2 separate regions of the Gossypium hirsutum genome follow, and region 2 is linked to region 1. The links are chromatin contacts, called in public Hi-C maps. All regions are on one chromosome and are shown on one strand. Each heading gives the region's core, a stretch centred on a gene start, on an enhancer-like site or on the middle of the called end of the contact. The rest is flanking DNA. Distances are from core to core; before and after follow the strand shown. Region 1 holds the start of LOC107888970 (enhancer of mRNA-decapping protein 4). Region 2 overlaps LOC121206008 (cytochrome P450 CYP736A12-like).

Region 1 (6,235 bases), core at 2,763-5,262:
CTAAACCAACAAGAACATAATAATAACAAGCCAAAGTTTTAACCACATTGCCTTTGTTTCCACAGTTCAACAAATAATAATAATATCACCTACTTAAAATCTAAAGCCTAACTTGGATCACTTCCTTCGAACCGCACCACACACCATGAATGCTAAATATCTGCAATGGTCAGAAAGAGTGGGTGAGCTTAAACAAGCCCAGTGAATGTCGAAATAACCACAAAGTATACATAATATCAAAGGTTAAACAAGAGTATACTACAACACATTCACAACCATATTCTAACCAAGTCAAAATAACATATTGATGCTTAATTAAATCATAAAACTAGTATATACTCTCTCATGCAATTACACTCAATTGATATATATATAATCCATTTAACAAAAATTCATTAAGACAAAACAACGTATTCATGTTTCAATGACTCATAAGTCTAGCTTATATATTACACACAATATTTTCATATATTAATCAATTAATGATAATTTCGCAACTTGGATACATGAAACATAAAAGTGGGATCTATACCACATATTAGATACACGTATCTCCATCACACCAATTACTCAAAGAGTCTAACATATCCCATAAGTGTAGCATTAAGCTAAACACTCTCCAACACACCAACATATCTTAGTAAATGGAGCTTGGCTCGACCTTCCCTTATCCCTCCAATTTGTTTTAGGGCCTCAATGCCCAAATCACAAAACACAAGGGTAAGTACTCAAAATCCTATGGCATGCCAACTATATCCAACGGTTTCACGATATCACAAGGCCAAAGTATCCACAAATACACACATTTAATTAATGTTCTTATGCATTTAATCTCTGTTCATAAACATCAATTCACATCACAATTTGTACACATAGCACAATTATTGGATTCACATTTAATTTCACTGTAAGTGTCACAACTTTGCTCATTGTGCCATCACATAGCTGTTTACATAAGAATGCATTAAAAATCAGATTATCACATACCACATACCAATATTCACTTACTTTACCTGTCACATCATCATTACATTCAACAATTCAACACATATGTACTTATCGTTTTCTGTACACTTTCATTGCACATTTATATTGCTAACACAACATCATCACTGTCATTCGGCATGTTTAATATGCCCACAACTAACACATTCACAAGAGCAATCATAATATAAATCACATGTCACATTATCACAACTTAATACTCAATCAACTTCACAATATCACATACTTTACATTAAACGAGGGGTATAAGAAAGCTTACACTCGGAACTTAGGATAGGGGTTTAGGCTATTCCTAAGCTCCCAATCAAAACTATGAATCGTGTCTACAAGCAGTGATTCCAAACACTCACCATTCACCCTTTCGCCTAGACGCCGAAAGCCTAAACTAGCTTTCCTTTCCTTTTTCCTTGCTCGTTAAAGGCTCCAATAGCTCCAAATCTTCACCAAAATTGACCACACAACAAACATACACACCTAAACAATCGAAAACACAAGTTTAAGGTTTCTTTCTCTTGGAATTGAAATTTTCGACTTGCAAATTCGAAACTCAAATATCTTAATTCCTACTAGTTCTCAATGCTTACAGTTGATTCTAATCATCTAATTATTTATCTAAGGATGATTCTCAACCTTCAAACCACTCTAAACTACTCATTTAAAATCCTGAATTCCACCATTAACAACCAATATTTTGACATCTATTCAAAACTTTTGATCCAATGAATAAAAACTCAATTTAAAAGGCTAGATATCATTAGCAACTAATAGAAAAATGAAATATTAATGAAATATTACCTTCGTTAAGAGAAAAACGAGCGTTTGGTTGTCAATCTGAAAAACCCACAAGTTGAAAAATGGTAAAATTAGTGATTTTTTATGCTTTTCTTGGAATTTTAGGAAGGTTTAATACTTGGAAGATGATGAAAATCAACAGAATTGAAGTTTGGAAAGATGGAGGGAATAGTTTTAGTGAGTTTACTTTAGGTGGGGGAAAGAAAACAGGGCAATTTTTAAACTTTGGTATATTTACCTTTGTGGTACTCTTAATTTTAGCCCCTTTCCAAAATAATCCATATTTTAAAATTAAATGTCTTTTCTATATCATTTTCAAAAATTGATTTAACTTTCAAAAAGCCATAGACGAAGAAGTTTTTGGGTTACCACATTCCAAATTCCAAACTCATTTTGTGCCATAATTTCAAAATTACCCTCGAAACTTCTAAACCCAAATTCGGGATGTGACACACTAGTTGTAGTCCTATACTACGCAGGTAATTTGGTTAAGTCATTAAGAATAATTCTATCATATTGATTAGGGCACCGGGTATATTTTTATCCTAGTCACAAATTAACTCGTTCATCGACTCTAATCTATTCCTTTTAGAACTTAACCTTAATCCTTAGATAAATTAAGGTAATCAAATTAATATGACCTGATGATCAAACATGCAAATTAATTAAATACAAAACTGAATAAATAATTAACATAAATAAAAAATTGAAAAGATAAATAATCAATTAACTAATATGTAAGATCCATCATCATCCGAGGAAAATATAATTTAGTTCATTTGAAGTTGAGAAAATATCGCAAAGAGATACTCATAACAATCTTGCATTAATAAAATGTAAAAGAGAGAATCTAAAGAGAAAATATATAAAGAATTTGTATTGAACTCTCCGGCTCCCCTTTTTTCATGTCTTTACAAGCTTAAAGTTTCCCTTTACGTGAAAAAGTTTTCTTTTTACCTCCAAGGAAGTTCTTACTCTTATTTTTCTTTAAAGTTTTTAATCACAAAACCTTAAATTCTTTCTTTCATTGTGGTGCTCCATTGAATAAATAATTGTAGTGGAATGGGTTATTTACTACCAAATTTTCTAAAATACTAAAAAGCTCCAACACTAATTTGATTGGTGGAATAAAAGACTTCTTTTCACCATCTTTTAGTTTATATTCTATCTCTTTCATTCTTCATTTCGAGCCTACAATGGAAAAGAAAATAGAAAATAATAATTAATTTTGACCTAACCCTAAAATGATAATAAATAAATAAAATATAATTAACCAAAAAAATATAAAAACTAACCTAAAAGCTAGAAAGTACTCTTAATATATTATGAAAATTATACTAAATAACTCTCTGAGAGTTATCATCTTCAACTACAACCTCGAAATCATTAACCTTAGTTAAGGCATATTGTAAAGGTTAGACTATAAGCCTCAAATATGGAAATGAACACAATACTTTAATACTTTAAGTCTTGACCCTTGAACATCGACTTAAGTCTCGAACTTAATTTTAAACTTCAACACCGAGCTTTGAATGCAACTGATGAACCTCAAACACCTATCTTCAACCCTCTAGCTTTGAACCTAAAATTTAAATCCTAAATAAAAATCTCAAACATAAAACCCTAAACTCAAACTTAAAAGTTCAACTAATAACCCTATTTCCATTCCAAACCTCAACTTTTGACCCTAACATTATATCTTTAGACAATGTATAAGGAAGGAGGTAAGGTAGGATCCATTTTCATCCTTTCGTATTGTCTTCTATTTTTTAAAATATTTTAGTATTTTTATATATAAAAGAATGATAAAAATATTTTGACCCAAAATTTATAATTTAATTATTTTTATTAAATCAAAATAATAATAAAAAACTCTTTCCCTTAAACCTTAAATCTCGATTCAAAATTAATGTTATATGAATCGAATCAAATCAATTGGTTGGATAAAGAATCAATCCAAATATTAGTTTTGAGAAGAATTTTAAATCAACTGACTTGAAAATCGATATAAACAAGAAAAATTGACTTGAAAATCGATATAAACAGAAAAAATTGAACAAAAAATTTGACTGAGCTAAATTTTTAAATATTTAATTGAATTGATTGAATTGATTAAACCTAAAAAAGGGGGGACATTGCCCAAAATCCTAAGCCATTGAATGTTTCATTTGAGCTTTAAATCATTGAGTTTTAACTAGCAACGTAACTTGGAAATTTAGAATTGAAATAACTTGATTATATGATATTTAACATTTTGGATGTAGTATCGAAATTGCTTACTTGATATCACTTTGGGTGTAGTAGCGTTCATCCCTGGTTTTGTACAGTCCTGAAATGGTCTACTAATAAAATTACTTAACTAATAAAACTGAAAGCCTCCCCTTTTGGTGTTTTTCATTTTTATATAGTTTATTGGCGTCTTCGAGTCATCATCCAGTCTGGGCCACCCAAAGGAGAAGAAAGTGGGGAGCAAGAGATTCAAGATTCGATATAATCTAAAAACTTGGATTCTGATCTGAATCGAAGCGAGCAGATCCATGAAACCCTCTTGTTCCTTGTGTTTCACATAAAGTAAGATCTCAACAAGCCTTTGATTTCATCGTTTTCTTTTTATTTTCTCTTTTTTGGATTTGGGATTGGATGGCTTCAAATCCCAATCCTCAACCGCAAAGTGGCGGTGGTGGCAGCGGTGGGTTTGATTTGAACAAGCTGTTTAAACCCAGTTCTAGCCCTATGTTGCAGCATCAGCATCTTCAGAACGTGAACGTGACAGCAACTTCTCCAAGTCCAACTCCAAGTCCTAGCACTTCAAACCTTACTACATCCCCATCTTTCCCAGCCCAATCCTCAACGCCGCCTCCACCGCCCTATTTGACGCCTTCTTCCTCTTACCCTCCGCCTACTGGGCCTTACCCTTTCCACCACTACGTTCCTTACCCTCCTCCTCCTCAACCCCAACACCCTTTGCATCCTTATCCTAATCCTACTGGACCTATTCCTTATCATCCCCAACCCCAACTCCCCACCCCTCCTACTTGCGGAAACGACATTTTGATGGCCTTCTTTGGCACTCAAGCTCAGTCACTAGCTCCTGCCCCTGTCCCTTCTGCCCCGCCTCTTAATATGAGTGTCACCCCATCTGCTCCTTCGCCCTCTCCCTCACCTGCCCGACTGTTGAGCAGCAAGGTCCCGAAGGGCAGGCATCTCTCTGGGACCAATCTCCTTTACGATATTCATGTCAGGCTACCCAGTGAAGTACAACCCCAACTTGAGGTCACTCCCATTACCAAGTATGCATCTGATCCTGGCCTTGTTCTTGGTCGTCAGATTGCTGTTAATAGGAATTACATTTGCTATGGTCTCAAGCTTGGGAATATACGTATCCTCAACATCAACACTGCCCTCCGGTCCTTGCTTCGTGGCCACACTCAGGTATATATATCTTTATACCCACTTTTCTATTATCAAGTTCCTAATGTGAAACATCTCATTACCAGCTCAACCTTTTCATTCACTTTGTTTCTCCAAATATAGAGAGTAACAGATATGGCTTTTTTTGCTGAGGATGTCCACCTTTTGGCCAGGTATTCCTTTCTACTTATTTCATGGGATAAATTGACTTCATTTGTGTCATCGAAAAGTGCTCATCTTACATTTTCTGCAGTGCAAGTGTTGATGGCCGGGTTTTTGTATGGAGGATCAATGAGGGACCTGATGATGAAGATAAGCCGCAAATTTTTGGCAAAGTTGTTATTGCGCTTCAGATCGTAGGGCAAGAATCATCAAAACATCCACGAGTCTGCTGGCATCCTCACAAACAAGTAATAAATCGGTTTGTATTTGATGTTATCAGATAGTAACTATTATGCCAAGTCTTTGTATTTCTTCTATAGTCGTGCTTTTCCTGTCCATATTTTTTTCCTTGTTGTAAATGTTCAACAAATATTATCTAACAGGAGATTTTGATGGTTGCTATCGGAAATCGTATCCTGAAAATTGATACAATCAAAGTTGGAAAACTTGATGGATTTTCAGCAGAGGAACCTCTTAATTGCTCTGTTGATAAGCTTATTGATGGGGTTCAGTTTGTTGGCAAACATGATGGTGAGATTACTGAGTTGTCAATGTGCCAATGGTTGACTACCCGTTTAGCTTCAGCTTCAGTAGATGGCACGGTTTGTACTTACTCTTCTCCTTATTTACTGATTTATTCTCTCTATTTTAGTTCTTAATACAGTTGCTTCTGGAAAAAAATAAAGAAGGAAAAATTGGAAGTTGAATGATTGTCATATCTCTAACACAGACAACCTCTTTGAAGTTCAATGGTTTTCCTACCATGACAGAACTTGACATGTAAACCTGATAATGTTTTATTTCCATCTAACATGATGGTTGTAGTGATGCATGTTGAGCCATTTTAATGCATGTAAAAGGTTTT
Region 2 (6,235 bases), core at 1,470-3,969, 160 kb before region 1:
GACAACAACAGAATGTAAAACTAGTTGACCGATACATATAATTACGTACGGTGAGTCTTGAACCACAGTATTCAAAACCTATGACCTTTACTTTTGCCAATTGTTACAAGTGGATATTCAAAAAACCACATATATAAAAATCAAGATGTTGAATGAACTGATTCCAATTGGTTCAATCAGCCACACATATAATCCATTCCAAGTGGGTTCTCAAAAACCATGATTTTCCATTTTAACTAGTTGTTTCGTTTCTCAATTTTCTTTTTATTTTTTTATTAGATCGTAATAATTTAAATTATTGTCAGTTCTGGATGTGAAAGATCTTCTTACCCCTTTGGTTGTGCAACATATACCTTTTCCTTCAAGAAATCATTCAAGAAAACTCTCTTAACATTTGAAATAATTTGATGCTAAAATGTGCAACCACTGCAAGTAACAATAGAATTGCCTAGGCCTTGCTACTGGGGTAAATGCTTCTTCAAAACCAATGCCCTCTACTTGAGTGTATCCCTAAGAAACAAATTTGGATTTATTCCTTGTGATGTTTCCCTAATCATTTGTCTTATATTTGAAAACTCATTTGGTGTTAATAATGTTGCAACCAGATGGTCAAGGAACCAGTTCCCATACTTCATTTCTTTCTTATTAATGCAACTCTTCTTGCATGACCTGAATAATTTTAATAAATATATACATGGGTCATTGATTATGGGTCATATAAAGAGATTCTACTTTGGGGTTTTTTTTTTTATTATCTTTATCAGAACTTTTTTCAATTTCTTTACTAATATCGCCAAAAACATTGATATGTTAAAAAACCATTGGGTGTGTTGAGAGGAAAGTATAACCTAAAAATAAATAGTCTTAAATTATTTTATTTGGTTAGGGGTATGCCTTAAGTAGGGCAAATGAACAATTTTTTTAGGGGAGAATTTAATTGTATTATTTTACAATAGTAAAAATACAATTTTATCATTTTAATAATTTATATTTTTATAATTTTTAAAAAATTAAATCAAATTTTTTATCATTGGGGGCTAAAGTGTAATTTTACTATTACTAATTTAAAATTTTATAAATTATAAATGGGCCCAAATATGATAAAAAATCAAATATGGTGGCGAGAGAGCTGTGTCATTTTGTATCCATTTATATTAAAACATATAGAAAAGAATAAAATAATATGTTATAGTCGATGAAGGTGTTTGGTAAATAGAGTTTTAAAACTTTTTTAGCTAATTTGGGCACAAATAGAGGATTGGGTAGTCAAACCCTCTAATTTGCAGTGCTTAGTGAATGGAAGTTTATAAGAACTTGTTAAATTAAAACCTCGAAAACAAAAAACACAGGGATGGGTAGCTTTTTTCACAGTTGATTGGGAATGAAATGAGTAGAATGACATATCTGATCATGTTTACTAAAAAATTACTTCCTTTGCCACATGCTCTTAATTTATTTTCAATTTATTTATGTAAAATGATTTCTTATGCAATTTTATATTAATTGAAATATGCTACTTGACAAATTTATTTAGAGTGTGATATAATTATCACTAATTTACAGACTAGGAACATGACATAATTATCACTAAAAATATAGTTTATAATTATATTGATACACTATTAAGATTTATCAATTTTCACATGGTTAATATTTGCAAATAAGGAACTTAAGAAATTTGTTTATTTAATTTTTCAAAAATATTCACTAATTAATTTTCATAATGGATGTTTTAATTCCTTAGTAATAGTGTTTTATTTCAATAATTTCACTCAATAAAGACTAAAGTATTATAAACAAATAAAGGCTTAACAATAAAATGTGTCATGCCCTTATTTGTCATTTTACCCATATCAACTTTCAGCTATCAACTAAGTTTTACCAAACACTTTTAAATAAATAGTTAATAGAACCAGTTGGTCAAATTAGTTAATAGAACTAGTTGGTCAACCCGGCCACTGCAATCAACAATCAACTATCAACCAATTGCCAAATAGTGTAAATATATAAATCTATAAATAGAAAGGGGGATAAATAGGAGAGACATATCCATTAGGTTAATTGATTACCAAGAATGGATCCTTTAGCGAAAATCTTCTTACAATTCTTGCAATTTTTTGCTAATTTTACATTCTATTTTACATCTCGAAACATGGAAAAGGAAAAGGGAAAGCCCTTCCTGGTCCCCAACCCTTGCCAATCATTGGGAACCTCCATATGTTAGGCATGCTTCCACACCAATCCCAGTTGGCCAAAAAACATGGTGCTATAATGTCTATAAGGCTAGGCTCTGTCCCAGCTATTGTTGTTTCATCCCCTTAAGTCGCCGAGATATTTCTTAAGACACATGACATTGTTTTCGCAAGTAGACCAAAATTTCAAGTGCTACAATCAATTTACAATGGTAAAATGGGCATAGCATTCACAGAATATGGACCATATTTTTCAGTTTGAGGAAGTTTTGTAATCAACAACTTTTTACTACATCGAAAATTGAATCATTTGCATCATCGAGGAAAAATGTGCTAACATATTTCATTGAATCTTTGAAGGAAGCAGCAGCAGAAAAGGAAGTGGTTAACATTAGTAAGAAGGTGGGGAATCTTAATGCAGAAATTATTCTTAATAAGATTTTAGGGCCTGTGAAGAAGTATAAGGAATTTAACCTTAAAGAGCTTATTGAAGAGCTTCTTTACATGGTAGGAGTTTTCAATCTTGTAGATTTTGTGCCTTTTTTGGGTGCTTTTGACCTACAGGTATTGTGTTTCTGTGTATTTTAATATACTATATCAAAACAAATTAACCATACACATTATGAACAACTACTGAATGAATGATGTTAATTATTGTCAACCATGTAGGGACTCAAAGCCCATACAAGGATTCTTGGTGAAAAACTTGACAAAGCCCTCAAGACGATCATTAATGACCATCAACAACAAAAACAGGATGATTTCATCAGTACGATGCTTACAGAGCAAATAAATCCTAACGGTGATATAATGGACCGAAATTGCATCAAAGCCATAACAGTAGATATGATTGTGGCTTCCTTGGACACCTCAACTGCTCTATTGGAATGGGCTTTATTAGCGCTCATTAAGCATCCAAGGGTAATGTCAAAACTCCAAAAAGAGTTAGAAAGAATTATCAGAATGAGAATGGTGGAGGAAAATGATTTACCAAAATTGGAGTACCTAGACATGGTTGTGAAAGAAACTTTAAGGCTTTATCTTGTTGCACCTATGCTAATTCCTCGTGAGTCAATGGAGGACATAGTTATTGATGGTTGTTACATACCGAAAAGGTCAAGGGTCATTGTGAACGTTTAGTCACCAAATGAATTGGGCATGACTGAGAAATTTAGTTCCACGTTTCCAAGAAAGAATAATCTCTGTGCCAAGCCTATTTATCGCATGTAGAAATGCAAATTTCAAGATAATATTTGTATTGTGATATAACAGGATGTATCGGTATAATAAAGTTGGGGCATTTTGAAAATGGTATGCATTTTATTCTTTGTCGCAATATATATTGACAACACATCACACCTAATAAAATCTCTCAAAATCAAATAAATATAATCAAACTTTTTGTGGTAATATAATTAATTTTTTATTAGATAATTGAATTTTCTAACACATTGCATTAGTTAAGTTATTGTCTGCATTTATACACCAAGAGTAAATAAGAATTTGTTTGAAAATGCAATAAATCATTCATGCGTTGCTAGTAATTTAACTTCTTCTCTTGACTTGTTTTATTATTCTTGAAACTTACAACAACTTGTTTTCGCACTAGAAGATTGACAAGAAAAATATTAGAGTACATAAGAATAGAAAATAACTATAAGTCTATAACACTAAGAATTAAAGAGGGGCAAGTGAAGTATAAGGATCAATGATGGTAGGAAAGAAAAAAAAAGGTAAGAAGATCCAATGGAACTAAAAAATAAGAAGAAAGAGACAAAAGAAGAATAAAAAAACAAGATAAAAATAATTTTGTAGTAATCAAAGACTTTGCTCTGTTTATTTATTTAGTTAAAATATTTCATAAGTTTTTATATTTTTCATAAATTTAAAATTTAACTTTTATACTTTTATTTTTAAAAATTTAGTCTTTATACTTTTTAATTTACGAAGAATATCGAGACTTGTGGCATGCTTTTAACTTGAATATTTTTTGCTTTCACTTTGACCAAATCTGTTTAATCCTTTTTGGCTTGCATTGGAAAAACACAAAGTAGAAAAATACCTAATTAAATTTTTTTATTTTAATTTTTATAATCTAAATTGTAGCTATCAAGGTTTGTTAAGTATTGTGTTCCAAAACCACGTTTCAAGTCAAATCATTTTTTTTTAAATTTGTCCTTCATTTATAATAATAATATGTAAATATAATTTATATTCAAATTAAATTTTACAAAAAATACTAATAATTGGTTGGGTGTAATGGTAAGTGACATTGCATCCCTAAAGGATGAACCTAGGTTCAAACTTTAGAGATAACATTGTTGAATGGGGCAACTACGAATATAAAAAATGAACCGTAAAACAGACATATATAATATAAAAAATATTTAAAAAATTTATATTATTTACATAAAAGTATTTAAAATTTATATTTCGTATATCATAATATTAGCAGTAATTTATTATAATATTTTTTTTATATATTTTCATGATAATCTTATTTGAATATATGTTAAAACCAAAATAATTCAAACATGACAACACGGCATCATTGTAATAATAATCGTAAAGACACAAGGAAAGAACGGTATTTTACATTTGAATAAATTATCTTGTAACACCTCAAATCCGATCCGATGAACCAGATCTGAACCTTGGGTGTTACCACTCTAATATAGATGTAACTTAACTCTACTTAGACAAATTACAATTGATTTGAACTACTTAATTACAAGACTTCATAGTATAATACGTAAGTATAAACATTGAATAATTTCAGTTATAATATTAGGGAATTTGATTACAAGTATTACTAAAATGATGTCTTGGTCTAACGTAGTTGTCCCGATTCAAGGGTTTTTATGTTCCAAATTGACTCGATCACGCCATCAAAGCTTGCTCTATATGTATAACAATTTGATACGCTGCTCCTTGGACATAGTCCTAAGATCGTTTCCCCCAGGCACAACCTCACATTCAACCTGAAATAGAAAACACAATCCATGTAAGTTCATGAGAACTTAGTGAGAAATAATCATTTATACCTTAGTCATTGATTCCCATAATTGGGCGAATAGTCCATCACCAGATGATACGATCCGCCTCGGGTGAGTCGAGTCGTATTAGTGATTGCCCGATCATCGACAAGAAGTTACGTTAGGTTTAATTGAGTTGAAGGAATGGCCGAAGAAGAAAGAGGGGTACGAACGAATTGGTAGGAATGAAATGGTATGAACGAAGGGATATGAACAAATTGGTCGGTTTAGGTTCGATTTGGTAAAGAAGAAATGGGTTTAAAAGAAATATGAATTGAACAAAAAGTGCAAACAAGAACCAATACCGATATGGTATCGACCCGTTGTTTATAGGCCCTTTGAGTTCGGTTTAAGCTTGGTGAAGGAAACCTCGACCCACTATCTAACAAGATAGGAACCTCGGTATTGTTCGAACGCCACACTACGGGTAGTGATAAGTTCAGGTTCGACAAAGGAAACGGTTGACGCAGCTAGATCGCTAGGAAAGGCAATCGAATCTTTGAATGAAATGGAGAAAAAGTTGCCTCACAATTTTGGTAGCATTAACATTAACAAAGAGTCAAAAGTCTTTAAACAAAGAAATGAACTAGCTATTTATAGCATTTAGAAGGCTAGCCGAATAGCTAACTTAAGCTAGCTGAACAGCCTTTGTTTTAAACCTAATTAAGTTAGAAAATTCCAGAATATATTTAGGAAAATTCCTTGAAACTTCTCAGCCATGGAAAAAGTCAATGGATAGCCTTTTGAAGCTTCTAGTAGCTGAACAATTATAGAGGAGCTAAAATGAGTTAAATGGGCAAGCTTGAATTCAGCCAAGGGGGTGTACTTCATTAATTGGACAGCCTTGGTTAGCTGAAAAGTGTTGAGCTTATTAAAGGCAACTTGGAGCACCTCAATAGACCTTTAAGTGTGAAACCGAATGTGAGCAGCCTCCCTTGTATGAACACACTAAACCGAATAGCCTATAGGTGTGAAAGGAATGTTCAGCAAATGTGAAAACATTCAAAT

The links. Hi-C and Micro-C count contacts between places; a contact is called where the count stands out from the background.
Region 2: a Hi-C map of fibers shows a contact between it and region 1, with 3 times the contacts expected there. The contact joins the enhancer-like site here to the promoter of LOC107888970 in region 1. A contact is called at or near these places in 4 of 34 Hi-C or Micro-C datasets (anther, fibers, hypocotyl and 1 more).

What each region holds. Positions count from the first base shown.
Region 1 is chrA09:57,785,007-57,791,241 of Gossypium_hirsutum_v2.1, reverse strand. It overlaps LOC107888970 (enhancer of mRNA-decapping protein 4), which reads left to right and starts at 4,012. Exons shown (of 12, transcript XM_016813251.2): 1 at 4,012-5,229; 2 at 5,332-5,381; 3 at 5,462-5,618; 4 at 5,754-5,972. The coding sequence starts at 4,438.
Region 2 is chrA09:57,939,200-57,945,434 of Gossypium_hirsutum_v2.1, reverse strand. LOC121206008 (cytochrome P450 CYP736A12-like) reads left to right here. Exons shown (of 5, transcript XM_041076165.1): 4 at 2,553-2,756; 5 at 2,862-3,332. The coding sequence ends at 3,332. Among protein-coding and RNA genes, the nearest start is that of LOC121207389, 21 kb to the left of the region's middle. Within about 2 kb of position 2,719, at least 2 of the 9 cell types and tissues checked have an H3K27ac peak or open chromatin away from gene starts, as enhancers often do.